Linked DNA regions of Mus musculus: all the other regions are linked to region 3. A link is a contact called in public promoter capture Hi-C data. All regions are on one chromosome and are shown on one strand. Each heading gives the region's core, a stretch centred on a gene start, on an enhancer-like site or on the middle of the called end of the contact. The rest is flanking DNA. Distances are from core to core; before and after follow the strand shown. Region 1 holds the start of Riok2 (RIO kinase 2). Region 2 holds the start of Lnpep (leucyl/cystinyl aminopeptidase). Region 3 overlaps Chd1 (chromodomain helicase DNA binding protein 1).

What was found. Promoter capture Hi-C pulls out the DNA fragments that hold promoters and counts their contacts.
Region 1: a contact with region 3 is called in a promoter capture Hi-C map of the HPC-7 cell line, with 4 times the contacts expected there. The contact joins the promoter of Riok2 here to the enhancer-like site in region 3. A contact is called at or near these places in 13 of 39 promoter capture datasets (the 3T3-L1 cell line, the C10 cell line, the HPC-7 cell line and 7 more), 4 of 484 Hi-C or Micro-C datasets (CD8 T cells, embryonic stem cells, hematopoietic stem and progenitor cells and 1 more), 6 of 115 datasets of contacts at active chromatin or transcription factors (the NIH/3T3 cell line, astrocytes, embryonic stem cells and 3 more) and 1 of 9 other capture datasets (liver).
Region 2: a contact with region 3 is called in a promoter capture Hi-C map of the HPC-7 cell line, with 2.6 times the contacts expected there. The contact joins the promoter of Lnpep here to the enhancer-like site in region 3. A contact is called at or near these places in 11 of 39 promoter capture datasets (3T3-L1-derived adipocytes, the HPC-7 cell line, HPC-7-derived erythroid cells and 7 more) and 7 of 115 datasets of contacts at active chromatin or transcription factors (acute myeloid leukemia, astrocytes, embryonic forebrain and 4 more).

What each region holds. Positions count from the first base shown.
Region 1 is chr17:17,372,628-17,376,082 of GRCm38.p6, reverse strand. It overlaps Riok2 (RIO kinase 2), which reads right to left and starts at 1,751. Exons shown (of 10, transcript NM_025934.2): 1 at 1,413-1,751. The coding sequence starts at 1,478. It overlaps Gm36768 (predicted gene, 36768), which reads left to right and starts at 1,867. Exons shown (of 4, transcript NR_168690.1): 1 at 1,867-2,069; 2 at 2,849-2,909.
Region 2 is chr17:17,622,896-17,626,234 of GRCm38.p6, reverse strand. Lnpep (leucyl/cystinyl aminopeptidase) reads left to right here and starts at 1,746. Exons shown (of 18, transcript NM_172827.3): 1 at 1,746-1,841. The coding sequence starts at 1,823.
Region 3 is chr17:15,741,218-15,744,725 of GRCm38.p6, reverse strand. It overlaps Chd1 (chromodomain helicase DNA binding protein 1), which reads right to left. Exons shown (of 36, transcript NM_007690.3): 16 at 2,407-2,569; 17 at 1,496-1,648. Among named protein-coding and RNA genes, the nearest start is that of 5830433I10Rik, 38 kb to the right of the region's middle. Within about 2 kb of position 1,570, at least 62 of the 459 cell types and tissues checked have an H3K27ac peak or open chromatin away from gene starts, as enhancers often do. A contact at or near this core is called in CD8 T cells, the HPC-7 cell line, acute myeloid leukemia and 1 more, where this site is marked.

The DNA.
Region 1 (3,455 bases), core at 502-3,001, 1.6 Mb before region 3:
GCTTCCCCAATCCTCCAATACACTTATCGACTACCCTATTTTTGTCAAGACACTGAGAAATGAATGAATGTGCTGAGAAGGAAAGCCATTACTTAAAGAAAAAGCCAGGTTAATTAAGGAAGCTATAGGAAAAAGGAAGCACATGCCAAAGTTCATGTGGACCTTGCATTTGATGAATTTGTAAACGTTACCTACTTAACTTGGCTACAAAGGCTTAAAATAATACATGAACCAGGCAACTCACATTTCATATCCTATTATGCAACACAGCCCTTACCAAAAGTCAGCAACTCCTAAACAAAGCCTGACTCATTCTAACCTTACATAACTGTCCTGATTTCTGTGCCACAACACTAAAACTACAGAATCAGATTTTGTCATCTTCCTAATTAAAACATTCACAGGTCAGGCAGTGGTGTCGCACGCCTTTAATCCCAGCACTTGGGAGGCAGAGGCAGGCAGATTTCTGAGTTTGAGGCCAGTCTGTCTACAGAGTGAGTTTCAGGATAGCCAGGGACACCCAGAGAAACCCTGTCTTGAAAAACCAAAATAAATAAATAAATAAATGAATTAAAAAATAAATAAAAATAAATCACGGGCTTACACACACATCGTTTACTAGGCCTGCAAGGGCTTATATGGTTTGGTTCTCATTTTCCATGTATGTCCCCAACCATTATATCGAACCTTTCTCTTCTATGAAGACTCTCCCTCCCATCTCTGAGTTTTTGCTCTAATTTGCCTCTAACTCTCTCCAAGGACACCTCTTCTACAACTCTCTCCAAGGACACTTTTTTCTCCGGCAGTTAAGATTCATTGGTTCGGGGGGTGGGGACAAACTTTGTAGTTCGATTAACAGTAAAGACAAGATTCTTGGATTCTGTCTCCATCACTGTAAAACTCAAAGACAGTATCCTTCCAACACGTGGCTACTTTCTATTTCTTTATCCTTTGTTACCTTCACGGTACTTACTATCTGACTACATTGTTAACATATTGATTTGCTGGTCGACTAAGAGGCATCTCCTTTCCTCCTTTGTTTTGCACTCTGCTGTTATATTTGATAGAGAAAGCTGACTTTTTTTTTTTAACATTAAGTGTCTGAGTCTATTAGAGGACTTAACTCCCACCCTCCCCTAGTTTGGAAGCCAAAGATCAATGAAATTTCCCGGGCCACAGAGACGTAAGCACATCTGCAGCAAAAGAAGCTGAAAGGAAGAACCATGTTTAGTAAAAGATAGTTCTTTTTTTCACAAAGCTTCATGAAAATCAGACCTTGGTGCCCTTTACCCAGATCCCAGCCTCGGCAAACAATCCACAAATCAGAGAGCCCTCACTCAGCTCCCAGCGACCTTAGAATAGCAGGAGGAGGACGTCACCGAATGGATAAGCAAGAAAGGTGTACTCCTTACCGCAGTCAGAACTCTGAAGTCATCGCGGCTCATGTACCTAAGCTTGGCTACATTCACCTTCCCCATGCTTGCCCAGTTCCACCACGGACGCTCTCTGGGAAGACGCAAAGTTGCTGGGTAATCTCGCAGGCTTTCGGCGGCGACCTGCCCGCGCACGCGCCCTGTATTTAAGGTGCTTATCGCTAGGTAAGAACACGTGCTCAAGAAGCAGTAGAAAAATGCTATTTTTTTCTCGTTTTTGTAGCTAAAAATCAGGCAGAAGTGATTTTTCAGCCCCTAAATAAATAATTTACGTTTGACTGATTTGGCAAGTTGCAAATGTTTTACATAGTATGCCACGTTACTTTTCAGAGCTGCTAGGACCTGATTGGAATTAAGGCCGGACTTCCGCATGCAACAGTGCTTACGTCACGAGAGGGGCGTGTTTTATTCGTTCCGAGCCACGCCCACTTTTAGTGCAGCAACTGTGCACTGTAAAGTCAGGGAGGGAAATGAGTAAGCGAGACCGGAGGCCAGCAAAACCACTGAAAGGGTGGCCACAGAGCCGCACGCGCTGTCTCTCGGCAGCCCCACCCCTGTCCGGCGGAGGAGGGCCGGGTTAGGAGCTGCCCCGCTGGCCTGGGACGCTGATCCCAGGACGGGTTAGGAGGAGCTTCTGTACGTACTATCCAGTGCTCGCTTCCAAAGAAAGCGCGCACCTCAATGTTTCTTGGGTCCAGGAGCATTTGGGAGGCTTAACAAGACAATGTACCCAAGACAAAGACTTTTATTACCGTACCTTCATCCCGACAGCAGCAGCATAGTAACAAGTGTGACTCATGTGATATTCAGTACCTGTGTTTCTCATTTCACGAATTATCTATATTTCAGTCCTTTAAGCTGCAGATCTTCTCTGGTCAGCTCTTAGGTTAAGCTTGGGCGCTATAAGTGTCCAGTGTTATGATCTGCTTTATACTTGAGAGATTGCCAACGACTGGTGTGTAACTTTTTTTTTTTTTTTTTTGAGGTATGTGCAAACTTTAAGGACTCAGATTAAGATACCTTCGTGTTCCTTCCATACTCCACTCCTTCCAGTTTCCAAGAAACAATGTATTCATTTCCTCCTTTTGGAGAGTGGTGCTGAGTATCTTCCTGGAGTAAGCTCTTTCATAAAGCATAGGGGCAGACAGCAGGCTGTAGTGTCCGTATCGGTCCAGCTAAAGTAGTTGGTAATCTAAAATCATCAAATCGAAACAAAAGATCAATCCTTTTTCATCTCTATGTTCCTGTCTTTGGGGTCTTGTATGCTTGAATACAGGATTCTAGGCATATCTAATTAGGACTTAACTAATTAAGACCGTTGTACACAATGGAATTTTTCTTTCTACATTAACATTAGAACATGTGAAAACAAAAAGTTTGAAGCTTTGATTATCTGTCTTTCTGTCTCCTTTCAGCATTGCTCCACAGAGCCACCACTAATTGAGTGGGTTTGGATCCAAGTTCTGGAATATTGGGGTAATCACAGTCCAGATTTCTCATCTTTTCAATATTGTGGGTTTTTTGTTTGTTTGTTTGTTTTTTTAGTAATCAAGTCATTTATGAGTAAAGGATTTAAATTCAATCTTCCTTTCTCACCATACTTAGTGTGACTTAAGCCAGTGGTTCCCAACCATCCTAGTACAGCGGTCCTTTAATACAGTTTATTTTGTGGTGATTGCCAACAATAGAATTGTTTTTTATTGCTACTTCATAACTGTAATTTGCTACTGTTACAATTCTTAATGTAATGCAAATACTTTTTTGGAGACGGGGTTCCCAAAGGGGTCTGGACCCACAGCTGACTTAGCCTATTCTTCATCCATTCACCATTTATCAAATATAGATACCACTTTTTTTTTTCTAGGCTCTGGGGAAACTTAATCCCAAGTCCTAAAACTTGAACTTATGGGAAGGAGATGTGTAAAAAACCACTGGATGTAACAGAAAAGCCAAGGACTAAGAATGTTGAATTTCCCTTTCCCAGACTTCTCCACTGTAGTCAAACTCATACAGACACATGTT
Region 2 (3,339 bases), core at 497-2,996, 1.9 Mb before region 3:
TACTGTACTTATTTAATATATTGTGTAACGATTAAAAATGAGGACATAGCCCTAAAAAAATGAATGAAAAAAAAAACCTGCCCCACTGATCTTGTATTCTTGATAAACAATAAGCCTTTTGACAGCTAAGAGTGCTCTGAACATAATGGCAGGAGGAATCTTTATAGAACCCACTGTGTTTGTTGCTATTTTAGGTGTGTGGTCAGAGGATTCTCTGTAGGGGTGACATTTGAGTTAAGAAAATGACAGGAAGAAGTAAGCAAACAAAACACAAAGCTGTGGAACAATTTTGCAAGGAGGGTTTTGTTTTGTTTAAAAAAAAATAAGTAAAGGTACGGTTAACGATGCTGAATAAATCGCGCCAACTTCTAGGAGCCTTATGAAAGCTTCGGGGCCATTAAAGGGCGAGAATGTTAATGAGGTCCCAGAGTTAGGTAAGGAGTTTAGTGGTTACTCCAAGTACAGTTGGTTTTCACAGGGCGTTGTAAAACAGGAGTGGAACGTAGTGGATGTAATACAATCGACCTCTTAAAAACACTGCACTTCGGGTTTACTTCTTTGAACGTAGAATTTCCTTATCGATCGAACATCATCCCTTTCTCCTCTTTCGCCCAGGATATTTGTACAGGTTTAGATTTTGTTTGCACGGGTTGACAGCCTGGGAGGAGGAGTGTGTGACAGTTGGCTCGCGCAGTGAGGCCAAGGCCTAGCCAAGTCGCCGCAGGGGACGAAGCAGTGAGTGGGGAGGAAAGAGGAGCTGTGGCTGCGGTTGGGAGGGATGGGGGAGCCTCTTCGCGGGGTGTTGACTTCCGGCAGTTGGAGAAACAGGAGCTAGCAGGAGCTAACGCGGTCTCTACGTGTCTCGTAGGCTGCCGGGGACCGCCCCGATTTGGCACCGGAAACAATGGGGCCCGAGGCAAAGGCGCGAGTACTAGGGGAAGGGGGAACTTGGCTCCCTCCGGTCTAGCCCCGCGGAATCAGGCCGTGTACCCTGAAGGCTGGGAGCAGCCAACTGCTGGTGTCGAGTAAGGACAGGACTAGGCAGGCGGGCCTCTCTGCACACAACCTCTGCGCGCACGGTCCGTTCTCCTACACCCCGCTCCGGGTTTTGAGATCTGCTCGCAGTTCTAAGCCCAGCCCTAAGCAAAGGGCACCGATCGACTCCCGGGCCCCTCCCTTCCTCTGGCCTCCGGCTTTGCTGCAGCAGCAGCTGCTGCAGGGCGTTCTGCTAAAGGAGGGAAGTCGGGCCGACCACCGCCGCAGGGCTTGCTCCGGCGGTTAAGAAGAGCGCCGCCCCGGGCTAGCCCAGCGTAGAGGCCGACCCACCCTGGGCCTTGTCTTGCTTTCAGAACGCGAAGGGCGACAACCCCTCTGGCGACAGCATCACCGGCCGCATTTCCGGGCTCAGTACTGGGGTGGCCGCACCCGAAACACGGCCGGATGCAGTAGTAGGTGTACCAGTTGTCTGAACCGGGGTACTACAGCTCTGCGGCACAGACAGCGCGGCGGCTAGAAGTGAGCTCCGGGGGTGGGGCTCTAAGCCCCGCCCCAGCACTGCGCTCCTCCCCGCCGCCCCTGGGCGGAGTGGGCCTAGGGTTGAGCGATGCTTAGCGTCCACGCCTCAGTGGGTCTTTTGCAGCAGTTGCGAAAACCCGGAACGAAGGTGTTGTTGCCGTGCGGCGGAGCGGCGCCGCCCCTCGCCGCACCTCCCCGGCAGCCCTCGGAGGCCTTTGCTGGGCATGCTCAGTCGTCAGGACCGCTTCGGCTCTCGGAGTAGGAAGCTTGGGGCGCTGGGCTGGTAAGGACCCGCGGCGGGGCGAAGATGGAGTCCTTTACCAATGGTGAGTGGCTAGCCCGAGTCGCGGATTCCCGGGCTCTCAGGGTCCAGAGGGTCAGATGTGGCAAGGGGGTCAGGCTGCAGGCATCCCTGCCAAGGGTTTCCCAGGCGGGCCGGGGGGCGGCAGAGGGGCCAGGGTCGGCTGGGGCAGGCGTGAAGGTCAGCCCTCTCCCGGGGGCCAGCCCCGAACCTCCAGGTGAGGTAGTCGGCAAAGTTTGGGATGCTTGCGCGGTGGAGGGGGCGGCGGCAAAGTTGGCAACGGCGTTGGTCCTGGGGGAAGCGGCCGCGGCCAGGAGAAGCTGCGGCCCCGGCGAAAGCCTACTCGTGCGGGGAGCCTGGAGCTGTCCGCCCGTCCTTCACCGAGCTGTCCGCATGCCTTTCCGTAACAGGGCGGGGTGGGGCCGCGGCTGGCAGCGTGATTTAGTGCACTGCAGGGAAGGAAACTTACCGGGGGCTGGCTAGTACTGCTCGGTGTGGCGAAGATGCCGCCCCGCATTGCCACCCGTCTGCCTACCGCTGCTCCGCAGGTCGACCAAACTTCTTTTTACCAGCTAGTGATGTTTGATCTTCTAGTTAGAGATCCATTGAATATCAATGGCCCTTGTTGGGCTTATATCATAAGGTGGCATGGGTGTGTGTGTGTGAAAGTCAAAGCAGTCTGTGTCCAGAAAATAGCCACGGCCCTTTACTTCATGGCTTTTGTCTGGGCTTGTAGTGCTTGAGTCTCAATATAGAGGTGAGATGATGTCTCACCATTTTATGGTGTTTAAATATATGGATTCCACTTTAGGATGGAAAGTAGGAAAACTGCTAATAAAGGGTAGGGCTTAATGAGATTAGAGGATCCACTTTCTACTTGGCATGTGTTTCCAGTGTGGTTGGTTACTTCAGGTAGGTAGAAAGTCAGATTAATGGGAGAGAAGCATATTATTGTTGGGAGGGGGGTCGCATGCCACTTAAGGAACTGGGAAGGGGGAGGGGACACCCACTCTATCCACTCTAATGCCTAGGCTGGACTTTGTTGTGTTCTTTAACATTGTTTACCACATCGCTGGAGCTGTGACCTACTCATTATGTTCTCCTTTTCCCTAATTCGGGATGCTTTATTCTCCTGCCATCTTTCTGTCTGCAGTGTTTAATTAGGCTTAGTAATGACAGCTTTAACTCCAAATTTCTTTCTCATATGTGTTCTATTTGTAATTACCAAGTTTCTAAGAATAGTCTGGTAAACTTACTCAGAGAATTAAGGAAGATTTGAACTGAAAGGCACCATAGAGACCATCTAGGATTTGAGTGTAAAATGTGCTTAAAAGAGGTATAAAATTTTCCAAGACGTTTTCTTCCTTCTAGGCAGAATTATTGGAGCCTCCTTGTTTTAAATATGTAGGTAAGATTTTTAATTATGAAATCTTACCCAATTGAAAACAAGAATGAGTCATTTATTTAGTCAGGTTTTTCCCTGGTTGATTTGTTGAACTTCCCCCCTACATAATTAAAGTACA
Region 3 (3,508 bases), core at 321-2,820:
GTTTGTAGAACACTTAGCTAGCCTGCACCAGTCGCTCAGCTCATTCCACAGCACCATACAAACCAAGCATGGCTGCAAATGCCCTAGTGCTTAAGGGAGATAAAAGTCACTAATCTGTAAACATGGTGAATTCAAAGACAGCCTGAGTTATAGAAGAAAGGGAAAGTTAGAATTTTACTAATGTTTCTATATTACATTATATTGTACTTTTAACTCTGAACACTTTATTTTATTTTTGTTCATATGTGTATATGCACATATGCATGTAAATTCCCTCAGAAGCCAGAAGAGGGTATAAGATCCCATGAAGGTGGAGAGTCAGCTTGCTGTGAGCCACACAAAGGAAGTATTTGCTTCCATTTTCTATCTGTCCAGTCCCAAGAAAAAATTTTAAGGAAATAATTTTCAGTGGTTTAAGAACAGTGCTCTAAGCTTTCTTCCAAATCTAATTTGTGTTTCTTTTCCATTAAAATACAAATTGCAATTAATAAAACCTCTGCATCATTTACTGTGACATGACTTAAGTATAGCTCTCCACCTGAGGGTGTGCTAACGGTTCTTAACTACAGTAGCGCTGCATTCTGTTCCCAGTATATTACTATTACTGTGTTTTTATTGTGCTAATATCACCAACACATAAAGGTATAGTACTCCTACTTTCAAACTACATGTAGCATAGTGTGAGCAAGCTTCAACAGAGCGACCCTGTACACTAACTCTCAGTCTAACTCCTCTGCCTACAGTAAACATCCATCGTGTACCAGTCGTGTGCACAGAGAGTTAGCTGTACTCCCGGTACTATTCCAAGAGGCCAGTAAGACGACACAGTAAAAAGCCAGCCTAGGAACCTGAGTCCAAGCCCTGGAGCCCGAATGAATGTGGAAGGCCTGACTCTACAAAACTGTTCTCTGACCCCCACAAGAGCACCAAAGCACAAACACACATGCACACACCCTCACACGCATAAACACAAAATTAATGACAAAGAAATCACTACGAGGTATAATGTACTGAGAATAGGACCTGACCCTAACACTAAAACACTCATCGGTGTAGGTTTTAATCCCACTGAACAAACTTCACTGTGAATTGAAAGTAGACAGGATGTCAGCCTGTTCTTATCTGAGCCCTGCTCAACTTTTTTTTGGCAAACCACACAAAAGGCTTCCCACAGCACACAGAGCATTACAGCCCGACCAGCCTGCATGTGTCCAAGGACAGCTTCTCTTTTCAGACGTCATCTTACTTCCCAAAGCTTGCCCTTCAGACCCATCTTAGCACAGAAATACCACTTTAGTCCAGCTTTTAACAATATACAACATAAAAACAAAATTAAAATAAAATTTAGAGAAAAAAAATGAAACTTAGAAAAGTAACAAATGATTCTCTCAGTATGTTTAAGAGAAATATAATTTATATGCAAAATAATCTAAAAAGTGACTCAATAAAATAAGCCCAAGAATACAATGAAAAATAGAAACCAAGAAATGCTTACTTGAAAGGGGAACTGGCGGTACTTCAAATACTCTGCGAGTATGTCTAACATCCGCACCATCTGAGAGAAAATGAGCACTCGGTTGCCTCTTTCTCTTAGGCGAATCAACAGCTTGTCGAGAAGGATGAGTTTTCCGCTACTACGGATTAAGTGCTAAGGAAACAGCAGAGTACACCTATTACAACGTGGTAAAGCAGGAAACAGTCCAGAGCCCCACGGAATACTGCAGTTGTTTCTACTCTATCCAGTTTAGAGTTTAAGCTTTTCAGAATGCTGAAGAGAAAAGTTACTTTGGCTTTCAAAACTGTCTAGAGCTTTTCCCATCTTCCTCTATTACGTACATCAAACCTGCCCTAACCAGGCATAACAAGACTATTATTTCTGCTGTATCATTCTACTTGCCAGCTCTTACACTACTTCTCTAAGATTTAGCCAAAACAAACATACATTAAAAAAAAAAAAAAAAGCAACTAAACAAACACAGAGCAAGCAAACATATTCTTTTCTAATTCAGGGATGCTCACTCCTCAATGAACTACTGTGACTGAATTCCAAGTGTGTCTTCACGTCTGAACTGCCTCTCAACAGTAACAGAGGGGTAACATCTATGAAGGAAAGCCCTCCTTTAGGCTACTATTTACAGTCAGATTTAGCCATATCACAATCTCTAAGACACTAATAGATTTTGTCTGATAAATAGAAACAACTCACTGGTTTGAAAGACTATGTTTATAAATTATAATTTTAAAAGCTTTCATAAATACAAATAATAACACCATCACTTAAATGAAACATTAACCAAAGAGAACTTGACATGAATATATTATATTACTCTACTATTTTTATCCTAAAACTGAAATACATATTCTTAGAATTCTGCTTTAGCAATAGAAATAGTTAAAAAGTCTTACTTGTAAGGCCTCCTGTTTATTATAGAATTCATTATTATCTGGTGGTTTAATGAGGTAGCAATGGTTACAACATTTCTTTAGCTCCATCATAATGTTCAAAAAGCCTGAGGTACTGCCCTTGGAACCTTTGCTGAGGGCTTTATAATTCCTAGTTAAAATCCACCTTCAAAAACAAAAGACACATAAACAATATTCAGCAGATCACAAAGATAAATTGTGAAAGCTTAAAACCAGCATTAGTCATCATCCTGAAGCTCGTGGTTACACCCAGGATGCACTGAACCTCATATGTCAGACTCAGAACGGACACATGGGGCGGGGGTGGCGCACGCCTTTAATCCCAGCACTAGGGAGGCGGAGGCAGGCAGATTTCTGAGTTCGAGACCAGCCTGGTCTACAGAGTTCCAGGACAGCCAGGGCTACACAGAGAAACCCTGTCCAGAAAAACCAAAAACCAAAAACAAAACAAAACAAAAAAAAGCCGGACACATAACCTGTCTGATCCATCAACCACGTACCAAGGCTTTCTGTAGTGTAATAAAGACATTCATCATTTCCCTGAGAGCTGTGGACAGTGAGCCACAGCATCAATCTTCTAGAAATTTCATTCCATCAAACAATTAGAACCACATCTTTTCCACCGAGTCTCATGAAAATACCCGGCTTTAGTCACGCTGTCCTCTCTAAATTGCAATTATGTAATACCCATGCAACTTGAAAAACACTTCAAACCACATACAATTCTTCTCTTCAAAACCTACTTTAGTTACCTATTACTAACTTCCTTTTTCATAAATTTACCTTATGAATAGAATTAAAAATACCAAATATCTCCTGTGTTTCTGGAGGAGATACTCTAAAAACTTTTTACACAAATTTATGGCACTCTTTCAAGGCTAATTTAGGCATCAGTCAGGCCTGTTCTCCACCTCACCCCCAACCCTGAAGGAGGTACATAAATATTTAAAGCCACATTTTGTTACGATAGTAACTGCAAAAAAGTACCCAGAAGCTATAGGGGTTATATCTTCTTTCTCCTTTTAACTGTTCCGTATTCTTTTCAATTTTTAAATTTTCCTAATTTTCCACACACAACAAAAAA